Linked DNA regions of Mus musculus: region 1 is linked to region 2. Evidence: chromatin contacts called from public HiChIP or PLAC-seq data. All regions are on one chromosome and are shown on one strand. The core of a region is the stretch at or near the end of the contact, and the rest is flanking DNA. Distances in the headings are between cores, read along the strand shown.

Evidence for each region. HiChIP or PLAC-seq counts read pairs in DNA pulled down with a chosen protein or histone mark.
Region 1: a contact with region 2 is called in an HNF4G HiChIP or PLAC-seq map of pancreatic cancer cells. The contact joins two enhancer-like sites. A contact is called at or near these places in 1 of 115 datasets of contacts at active chromatin or transcription factors (pancreatic cancer cells) and 3 of 9 other capture datasets (adipose tissue, liver and pancreatic islet).

Annotation. Positions count from the first base shown.
Region 1 is chr1:131,660,109-131,665,446 of GRCm38.p6, reverse strand. Ctse (cathepsin E) reads right to left here. Exons shown (of 10, transcript NM_007799.3): 2 at 3,381-3,571; 3 at 2,678-2,834; 4 at 2,019-2,136; 5 at 1,045-1,163. The coding sequence starts at 3,451. Among named protein-coding and RNA genes, the nearest start is that of Ctse, 24 kb to the right of the region's middle. Within about 2 kb of position 3,571, at least 8 of the 459 cell types and tissues checked have an H3K27ac peak or open chromatin away from gene starts, as enhancers often do. A contact at or near this core is called in pancreatic cancer cells, where this site is marked.
Region 2 is chr1:131,503,874-131,508,700 of GRCm38.p6, reverse strand. All of the region lies in intron 2 of Srgap2 (SLIT-ROBO Rho GTPase activating protein 2), which reads left to right. Among named protein-coding and RNA genes, the nearest start is that of Srgap2, 21 kb to the left of the region's middle. Within about 2 kb of position 2,265, at least 35 of the 459 cell types and tissues checked have an H3K27ac peak or open chromatin away from gene starts, as enhancers often do. A contact at or near this core is called in pancreatic cancer cells, where this site is marked.

The DNA.
Region 1 (5,338 bases), core at 2,322-4,821, 160 kb before region 2:
GTATTGGCTTCTCTTTCTTTGCATTGGTGTTTTCCTGCACTTGTGTCTGAGTCCTGGCTCTGCTGGGACTGGAGCTACAGACAGATACGAGCTGACATTGGGTACTGGGGATTGAACCGGGGTCTTTTGGAAGAGCAGTCTGTGCTCTTAACCACTGAGCCATCTATCCAACCCACTTAGACATATTTTAAGGAGACCTACTACCCTAAAGAGAATAATTAAGGCCATTGACATATTTGCTTTGCTTTATACTATTTGATGACCAGCTCACTACAGTACTCCGACCCCACACACGTCATAAGGGCCCAGAAAGATATGCACCAGGTTTAATGTGAGGAGGGGGACAGAGAAGAAAAGAGAGATTTCTGTTAGCAGCCCTTTTTCAGTTAATCATATATCCCATGTTCAAAGTTTGGAAGAGATGCTGATGAAGACTAAGCTTTGCTGGCCTTTGGATCAGGCTAGATCGAGAATAATACTCACCCATCCGGGTGGCCCATTCTCTATTTCTACCAAGCCCTGGGACTATACACTTGCATAAAGTATCCAGGCAGGACCAGGGCCCTCCTGACTCTCTGATTCCTACAAATCAGGGACATTCGGGACCTCTGGCCATGAGAAGTTCAAGGAACTTGGGGCTTTGATACCTGGCTTCTTCCCTGTCTTGGATTCCTGCCTCCTGCCTTCCCACTCCACTAATGGAGCCCCAGCCTGTCTACGGGCTTCAACATCTTTTTTCTTTCAAGATGGCAGCCTGTTCTTATCCCCTCAGTTCCCAGGGTTTCCTGATCCAGCCCTGACACAAGGCATCATGCCCTGACTGACCCTTGTTCCCTGAAGGAAGCCCCACACTGCTCTCTAGGTTCAGCATCCTGCAAAGATGGCCACCGGGCTATCTCAGGTAGAACGAGCTGTTCCCTTGTGCTAGAAATAACCTTGTCTTCTCGTCCCAAGGCAGAGCTGAAACTGTGCCCCTGAGGCTTTGAATCATATCCTGCTATCCCCAGGCCTAGTTCTGGGGCAAGATGTGGGCATTGTACTCACAGAGACTTGATCAGCTCCAATGATTCCTGTCAGGCTCCCGGTACCATACTGGATGGAGAAATGATTCCCTACCTCCGTGTATGTGTCGGACTGCGATGGATGGAATACTGGGTGTGCCTCTGGAAAGCAAGAATGCTGCTTGAGTCTTCCACCCCATCCCAGGGGGGTGGAGTGGCTCCCCTCTGCTCCCCACACTAGGTTGAAGATGGGGCTTCCTAGACAGGCATACCATGGCTGTGTTCCCTAGCCACAGGTGTGTTCTAGCCAGGGGCCAAATATTTGTCCCTGGACAAACCTGGTTAGTCACAGTGACTTCATAGACACAAGATAAGCACCGTCCACCAGGCGCCAGCAGCAGCCTCAGCCATCAGTGTGGGCCCGACCCACACCGAGTTTCAATTACTACTCTAAGAAATCACTCCTACCTCCTCACCTGACCTTGACAATGTCTGTTGTCAGAGTTTCAAAGAGCTTCTGTCCTTGAGATGTGTCCCACACAGAACAAGCTTTCTCTGTTTAGGGTGTCTGTTTCTAATCTCTATGTAGCCCCTACATTACCTCTGGTCAAATGGACACACCTACACCACTGTGTCCCACGAGCCACACCTCCAAGGGAGCCAGTGCATCAGGGCCTCCCTGGAGCAGGAGCACAGTTTTCCTTAGAATTCAATCTAGCTATCGGTTCAGGTACAGACCGAAGGAACTTTCCCCCATGTTCCTTTGGGTGTTCCAAAGGAAGTGAGTCACCACGTCCTAATGGCTAATTTTCTCTCCATCAATTCTAATGAACATGAAGGTTGTTATCTTAACTGGTAGTTGCCTTTCTTGTCTGTGCTTGGCTCAGGCACAACAAACAGATATAGGAAGGGGAAGCCAGTATGGCAGGGAAGATAAGTGGAGAGAACCTGAGTCTCTCTATGCCACAAGGTACCATCTTAGCCTAGTGAGCTCCCGCCACTGCCAAGTTCACTTACTGCATGCTGGGCTGGTGCAGTACACAGAAGGGACCCAGAGGTTGGATGAACCGGTGTCAAAGATGACAGTGAAGTTCTGCGGCGGGGTGCCGATGGAGATGGTGCCAAAGTATTCCATCTGTAGGGAAGAGAGAGAGAGAGAGTGTGTGGGTGGAGTGGAGGGGAAGGGCACTAAATCATGAAGTACCACAAGCTACAATCTACAGAGCCCAGAAGAGGCAAGGCTGGAGGCAAAGGATGGAAGGAACAGAGCAAGGACCACCAGGGAGGAAACTGAGGATAGCCCAGGAAACTTGGGTCCATCCTTCTCTCATTATCCTGATCCTCACGATGTCATCAGGGACCTGGAGGTGTGGCAAACCAAGTTCTTTGCCCAGAGGAATAGCTAGTAAAATGCCCAGCTGGGCACACAGTAGGGGTCTTTCTTTTTGGAACACATATCATACTTATCTCTTTCCTCTTGAAGAAAGCTCTGCATACTGGGTCATTTAGAAGCCTGCTTTACAGAGTAGATAGAGACTGGGGGACTGTCTGAATCCTCCAAGCAAACAAATCCATGCCTGATCATAATGCCACCAATGCAGCACTGGCCCCTGCTGAAGGCCCCAGCCTTCCTCCCTACACCCAGTGTCCTCAGGCTTCAATTTGAGAAATCTTACATCCAGGTAGTTGATGAGGGGTTCATTGACACTCGAATACACATTACAGGACTCGCTGAGTCGGGTCATGTCCAAGTTATGAGACCTCCAGAATTCTGAGAGCTGTCCTTGGGCCCGTAGTTTCTTCCGAAGGGACTGATGTCTTCTGAGGGGCACTCTGGAGAAAGATCAGGAAATAAAGGGGCATTTATAAATAAAGGCTCCCATTGCCTCTATACCTGTTCAGAGCCTGACTACAGCAAGACCCAGGAGGGAACCTTCAAGACCAGAAGCAGCAATGGCTTTGTCTTGCAGACTCAGAATTTGGGTAGAAATGGCTTTCCCTCCTGGGCACTGGCCTTTTGAGATTTTCTAGGGAATGGGAGGTCAGACACAGTCTATAGTCTGATCATAAAGGGCTGACTTAAAGGGATGGAAGGACCCTGTGGATAGCAGTGCTCAGGCCCCCTTGGGAAAGTATTTGAAGGCTTGGAGTCACAAATCACATCTATGGAGCACACCTTTGAACAACAGAGGGGGAGTCCCTTGAGCTGAGGCAGGCACCTACACTGGAAGGAGAGGCCTGGGGAATCTTCTCTAGGGATTCCTGAGAGATCCCGGTTTCTTCTTTTCATTTCCTCATTAGCTTTCCTCCCCCGGGGCAGCCCTGGGTTGGGGTTGGGGGATGCCTCAATTGAACTTAGTGCTGGAGACAGGGCCTTACCTGTGCAGAGCACCTTGGGCCTGAGCCAGATCCAGGAGCAGCAGCAGCAGCAGCACAAGGAGGGGCTTCATTGTGGTCCAAGGGGTAGCTTCTCTCTCACTCTGCTCCGATCTCCCTTCCACCCTTCTCTCCTCTTGATCACAGGGCAGGGGCACTGGCTCTTCCTGGTGCCCAGACCTGCCCTGCCCAGTCTGAGGACCCAATGATAAGGTCTGGAGTCAATAGCCATGCCCAGAGTAAACACTATGTGTAATAGGACGTCCCTTGTCTGCCCCTGGGTCCCTTTCTTATGCTTGGGGAGCTAAGGGCAAAACCTCTGTGTGTGTGTGTGTGTGTGTGTGTGTGTGTGTGTGTGTGTGTGTGTATACACTCTCTGAAAATGAGGGTGTTGAGGTCTCAGCTTCTTTCAAGTTCTTTGGGCATGCAACATTGACTGTAAGAAACCCCATGTTTATTGTCTAGGTGTGCAAAAGTGAATGAGGGTCCCACCTTGTTGAACTGCTACTATGAATGTTCAGTTGAAGACTCGAGAAGGGCAGAAGCCAAAATGATATAAGTGTAGCATGATTGTGGCTCAAAACATTAGCCAGGCTTTTGTTCTCATATTTCATATTCTCCCTGCATTCCTCCAGAGGCTCTCAAAGCAACTTGTCTTACTCAGAGCAAACCAGTGCTTGCTCACCACAGGTCCTGGAGTGGGACAGTCTGGCTATTGATTTGCGGGGCAAGCTTTCCTGATTCTGGAAACCTGACGGATCTGGCTCTGGGGTTTGTATGGAAGGGAGTGAGGAGGCAAGGGAGGAGCCGAGACTGGAGCAAGTCTGTGTTGGTGTACCAGGGCTGCCATAACAATGTACCACAAGTCAGTGGCTTAAGCAGCATCTACTGTCTCATGATCCTAGAGGTTGGAAAGTCAAGTTTTCTTACCATCAACCCCACCCTGTGATTTTCCTTCTTCAACTTTCCTGACTTAAGAGAGGTAGGGGTGACAGGACGGAAAACCTTCTTGCCCCATCTTCTTAGTCAATGGCTTCTGAGCTGGGATGGGAACACCAGTCCCCCCAGGGAGCTCTGGTAATAAAATAATGGGGTGCCTGGGTTAGGGTTATCGCTGTCTGTGCCAGTTAGTGTTATGGCAAAGTGCCTGCACCTTGCCTTTTATCTCTGATGCCAGAGAAGCCAAAATTGGGTCTGAAGCCAGGCCGAACCTGTTGTGAGATCCAAATTATTGAAGAAACACCCAAAAAAGGAGGGAAATGCAAAACTGACTTTCCTTGTCCCCAAAGCCACCACACCTCTCTAGCATTTACGTTTCCTGGGAGCCCATCCTCTGACTGCCCACAAGGGTGAGGGGCCTGTCTGCTCCCTGAAGAACAGCACGCTGGAGGGGGGCTCGTCACTTGTCCAGAACCAAGCTCTGTCATGGTTGCTCACAGTTGCCTGACCAGACACCTCAGCAACAGCATCTGGGTTTTTAGGAAGGTTAAGTGCAAAAAACAAGGAATGTGGACACACTGAAAACACTTTAACACATCCCATGGTCAGGATACGGTCACTGAGAAAACCTTGGGCTGGAAGAGTGCCTCCAGGTCCTCAAGACCAATCCACTTGCACAGCAGATGGGAACATGGTCAGCGAGAGCTCAAGTGATCTCCAATGGCACAGGTCATTAGGGCTGGGCTAGGGTGACCCAGGCTTCTTAACTGCTAGTCCAGGGCTCTTTCTGCATACATCACTGAGCTATTGATGCCAGCATACCTAAGCCTCTCCTTCTCCATCTCTGACCTTGCCCCATCTGTTTATTAAATGTGTAGGGTTAGGTTAGACCATGTTTAAATGAGACCTGGGCAACTATGAGTTACTTGACCCTGAGGAGGAAGACTCAGTCTGCCTGTCTGTTAATAGGGTCTGCTGAGCTTGGGAAAGTCTGAGAAAGATTGATAGCAGGCCTGTAGGGA
Region 2 (4,827 bases), core at 1,016-3,515:
ATGGATATAAGGTGTCGCTGTTTGTTAAGGGACTCAAATGTTTTCTCTCCTACAGTAGACAACACTGGGCTGACACCACTGACACAGAATAGCTCTGCAATTATGGTACTGTATGTGGCATCTATTTACTATTTTGTTTAAATTTTTTTCATTTAATGAGTATGGGTATTTTGTTTTCATGTATGGATATGTGTCATGTATGTGCCTGGTACCCATGAATTCCCCTGGAACAGGAGATACAGTTGACTGTTAACTGCCCAGGTCTTCTGAAATAGCAACCAGTGCTTTTAACCACTGATCCATCTTTTCAACCCTTGTTTAATTTTTAAAGATAGAGCCTTCATTATTCAGTCAGGTTAGCCTGAAACTCACTCTGTAGACCTAGCCCATGATATATTTTTTTTGTTTGTATGTATATATAGTTGTGTGTGTGTATGGGGGGGAGGATGTATGTATGTTATATACATACCTATGGAGGCCAAAGGTTGACAATGAATGTTTTTCTTGACCATTCTTGATCTTTTAGCTCTTATTTATTGAGGTAGGGACTCTCACTGATTGGCTTTTCTAGCTAATTAGCTTGCTCTGTGTGGATATCCCATTTCTGCCTCTCAAATACTAGGATTATAGATGGGACATGAGGCCTCACTGATATTTACATAGGCACTGGGGATCTGAACTCCAGTTCCCATGTATGTGTGCTTTATCTATTGATTCTTACTTTCAATCTACTACTTAAGAATTTATTTGAAGAACTTATACATTTTAAAAATTGAAATCTGGCATCATTCATTTATTCATTGTGTGTGGGTCTATATGTGTGCGCATACATACATACCATGTGGGTATGCATATACATGTGGAGGCCAGAGTCATGTCAGACATTGTTCCTCAGGTACCATTTACCTTAACTTTTTGAGACAGGATCCCTCACTTTCTAGGGCTACACGATTAGGCTAGGTTGCAAAGCTGGGTAGGCTGTGGCTAGCAAACCTCATGCCTCTGCCTTGATAGTCTAGTGCTGAGATTACAAGTGTCAGACACACTTCCTTACAGAGGTTTTGGGGATCATGCTTGCATGGTAAATGCTTTACTGACTGAACAATCTCTCCTGACTCCCCTGCCTTTTGGGGGGCGGGCAAGGTTTTGTGTGGTCTAGGCTGGCCTCAAACTCACTATATAGCTGAGTTTAACCCCCAGCCTTTGAGTGCTGGGAGTACAGATGTGTACTACCACACTTGAACATTTTTTTTTCTTGTTATTGTGAGACAGAATCTCACTAAACAACAACCCAAGTTGGCTTCTTAAACTGTTCAGCTCAACTTGATCTCAAACTTGTAATCCTCTTGCTCATGTTGCCCAAGGGCTGAAATTACATTATATCCAGCTTAGACTACTATTTTAGCAGATTTTACTTTGGAATGTTTTTAGTTATTTTTACTGTCAAGGGTCTTCTCTCTCATTTTGGGTTAGATAGAAAGGCTAAGAAGTCAGGTTCTAGCAGTGAGGGGACAGTGTACTTTTAAAAATTGAAATAAAAGTGTTGTTTTGTGTCTGTATGTGACTTGGTGACTGCCTGTCAGTAGTTCTATGTATATAGCCTTTGCCATAATAATTATTATATAGCTCCTATAATATCAGGTTATCTAGAATTTTGTTCTTTTCCTCTGTATTGTGTAAATCAGGGAAGGAAAACAACTTGCATATAAGAAAAGTAATTAAAAAAATTAACCCACAGAAATACAAGATATGACGTCAGCCTGGGATGACTAAAAATGAGTGATGTTGATAAGCACTTGAGGAATTCTGAGATGGGAGAGGTGTTGGCCATAGTGAATAAGATCTTCGTTTGTGGAGTGGGACTTGGTTAAGCTGAGAGTAGGAGGGAAGAACAGAGGCTGTGTGTCTTCCCTTAGTGGCATTCCCATAGCCCTCTGTGTGCTCACCACTCCTGCCTCACTTCCTACACTCTGATACAATGATGGTTTTATGTACTCTCACCCCCTCTCATTTCTCTCTTTTAGACACACATTCTGTATTAGAAAACTTATGAGTTATATTGGATGGCGAGCAGTGGGTGCCTTTCATTTCAGCATTCCCAGCATCCAGAACCATGTTTGCATATGGTAGGCACCCAGCAAGTGTGCCTGGCTGGATGAGTTGAGTCATCAACAGGAGTAAGATCAGGCTGGGCTCTGTACTTGGGCAGTGGAGAACAATGGAGACAGTCAGAGCTGAGGAGTAGTGTGATGATGATGTTGCATTTCAGGTCTCCTTGGTTGCTCTGGGCAGCCTGGCTGGCCAGGGAAGGGAGGGGAAGGCCTGCTTCTGTCCATACAGGGCATACTAGTTAGTCTGTGTTGGGCCCTGCCCTTGGTGCTACAAGTCTTTTGCTAGCAATGAGTTCTTGGAGCCACTGATGAGCAAAGTGTGATTCCTGATTGATAGTTGATTTGCAGTCCAGTGGGGGTTGCACTGCAGGTCAACTCTGAAGCCTTGTTTGTTTTTTAACCCTTGATACTACGTTTGACCATACTATGTGGGAAGATGGAACAGTGAGCTGTGGGGTGGGGACTAAGGGTGGGAAAACAGTCAAGGATGCCTGAAGTTTCTAGCTTGAGAGAAGCAGAGACCATGGCAGAAAGAGACAGAGGAAGAAATGCTGCAGTTGCTAAGAAAATGAACACTATTTTAGACATCCTGACTTTGAGGTGACACAGTGACAGTGCCACCTTCAGTCCCTTCATTAAAACTGTCATTTTCCTTTCTTCTAAATTGGGGATGTTGCAGAGAAACCTGCAAAAGAGATGACACCTCCTGTACTTGTCAAACACCTGACCTAATTTGCAGCTTCTTTACATTTCAGCCTGAGAAGTGTTCTCTCTTGAAGAGGATTTCATTTTGTGTTTGTGTTTGGGATTAAGTAGCATTTTCTTTCCCAGTGCTTTGTAGAGGAAGAGCACAACTAACCAAAGGAAAGGAAAACTTTGAGTTCTGAGCTGCCCTGCCTTGAGAGTTATTTAAAAGCTTCTTCAGAAAGTCAGCCGGGAGCTTAAGAGAAGTCAAGTCAAGCCCTGTTACCACCTGAGTGCCTATGGTCCAACTACAGATCTGGATAAGGACCAAGTTATTTTAAAGGCACTCCAGGGAGTGTTGGGAGAGGCTGAGTTCAGCAAAACATGCCTGGGTGGTGCTAGTCTTGTTTCTGGGTGTGGAGGCAGGAGTGGCTAATCACCTTAATTTTAATAAATCTGGGATGGTGAGATGATTCTCTGATAGAGGATTTGATTAGAGATTGTAAAGTATGATTTGCTGAAAGAGGGGATCATGCTAAAGATATTAATAGAAAAATACATTTCAGGTATTAATAGTTGAACTTAATGTATTTTGTCATCATCTCCAGAGCTTTTGAATTATTAGTGTTATTTTTTTGTTTGTTTTGTTTTGAATGAAGTGGCTTGTAGTATCTCTTGATCTACTTGTTGTTGGATCCTAGGAGACTATAGGAGTTTACCCCCTTCCTTCTTGTGAGTAACAAAGCTGGCTGGGCTGGGAATGCCAAACCAGAGTTCAGAAACACAATAAAACAAACAGCTAGAGGTTGAAAGGTTTGGGTATCAGAGGGAGTGTCATTAGATGCACTTACGCCCCTCCATAAATCTCAAACATTACCTGGCCTCAGCTTTGCCAGCCACAGGAATTGTAGCCACAGTATCTACAATTAGGGGTTGTTGTGTTGATTCTGTGAGATTATGCTTATATAGGTGTATGAATTTCTATAATTCAGGCTTTGTAAATTACACAGCTCCAACAAACATGAATTATGGCTTTATTTGCTATTACAGAAGAGTGTGGATAGTCTCTTGGTGTTTGTTTTACTGGGGCTTGACCTATATAGCACTGTCTCAAGGATGTTTGTTAATGTGAATCACCTATTGCTTTCTGGGCCATATCTGAAATGACATGCTATGTTTTGGTGAACTCCTTTTGTACCGCCCCAGTTTAAGGTTGCTCTTACACAATTTGGGTGAAATTACTGAATATACATATTCTGTCTTGGAAACAAAACAGTGAATTGGGCAGGGTATACACTGGGAACATGACTTAGCTGGTAAGTATGTGATTAATAATGTACCTTTGGCCTAAGTGTTGGTTTGGGCCTCAGTATATGATGGCCAAATGATAACTAGCCAGTCAACCAAGTCCAGCATGTTGGGGAACCTATTGGCTTCTGTTCATGCTTGAAGAGTGACTATGCCAATGCTATGCTAGTTAATTAACAACATGAGCACATCCCAGTAACACTGTTTGCATTCATCTGTTTATATCTCTTTGTCAATTGCTAGGCTGTGAGCTCCTTGAGAACAGAGACTGTTTTTGCTTATTTTGTTTTTCTAATATTCAGTGCAGTGTTTGGCATATGGTAAATGTTTATTGGGTGAATGAATGAAAGGATAAATAAATGAATATATAATCATCTGGTAACTTCATAGACACCTTCTCAACTGTGAGGGAGAAACCCATGCTTATTCACAGGTAGGTTGTGGCTCCTGGCCTGGCCTAATATGATAGTGGTGAGAACTGACTCAGTGTCTATTCTTTTCTTAGAATACCTGGCCCCTCTATCTCTCTCTTCCCTCTTTGCTTTCCTTTCAAAACTTGAAACTTACTTAATTTTGCTCTAGATGACATACACTTCTTTTGTGTATGTGCACATGTGTTGTGGATGCACATGTATGCATGCATGTAACCTACTTTTTGATACACTTTCTTGTTGGTCTGGGCCTTACTTGCTAGACTAGGCTACCTGGCTTGTAAACATCTAGA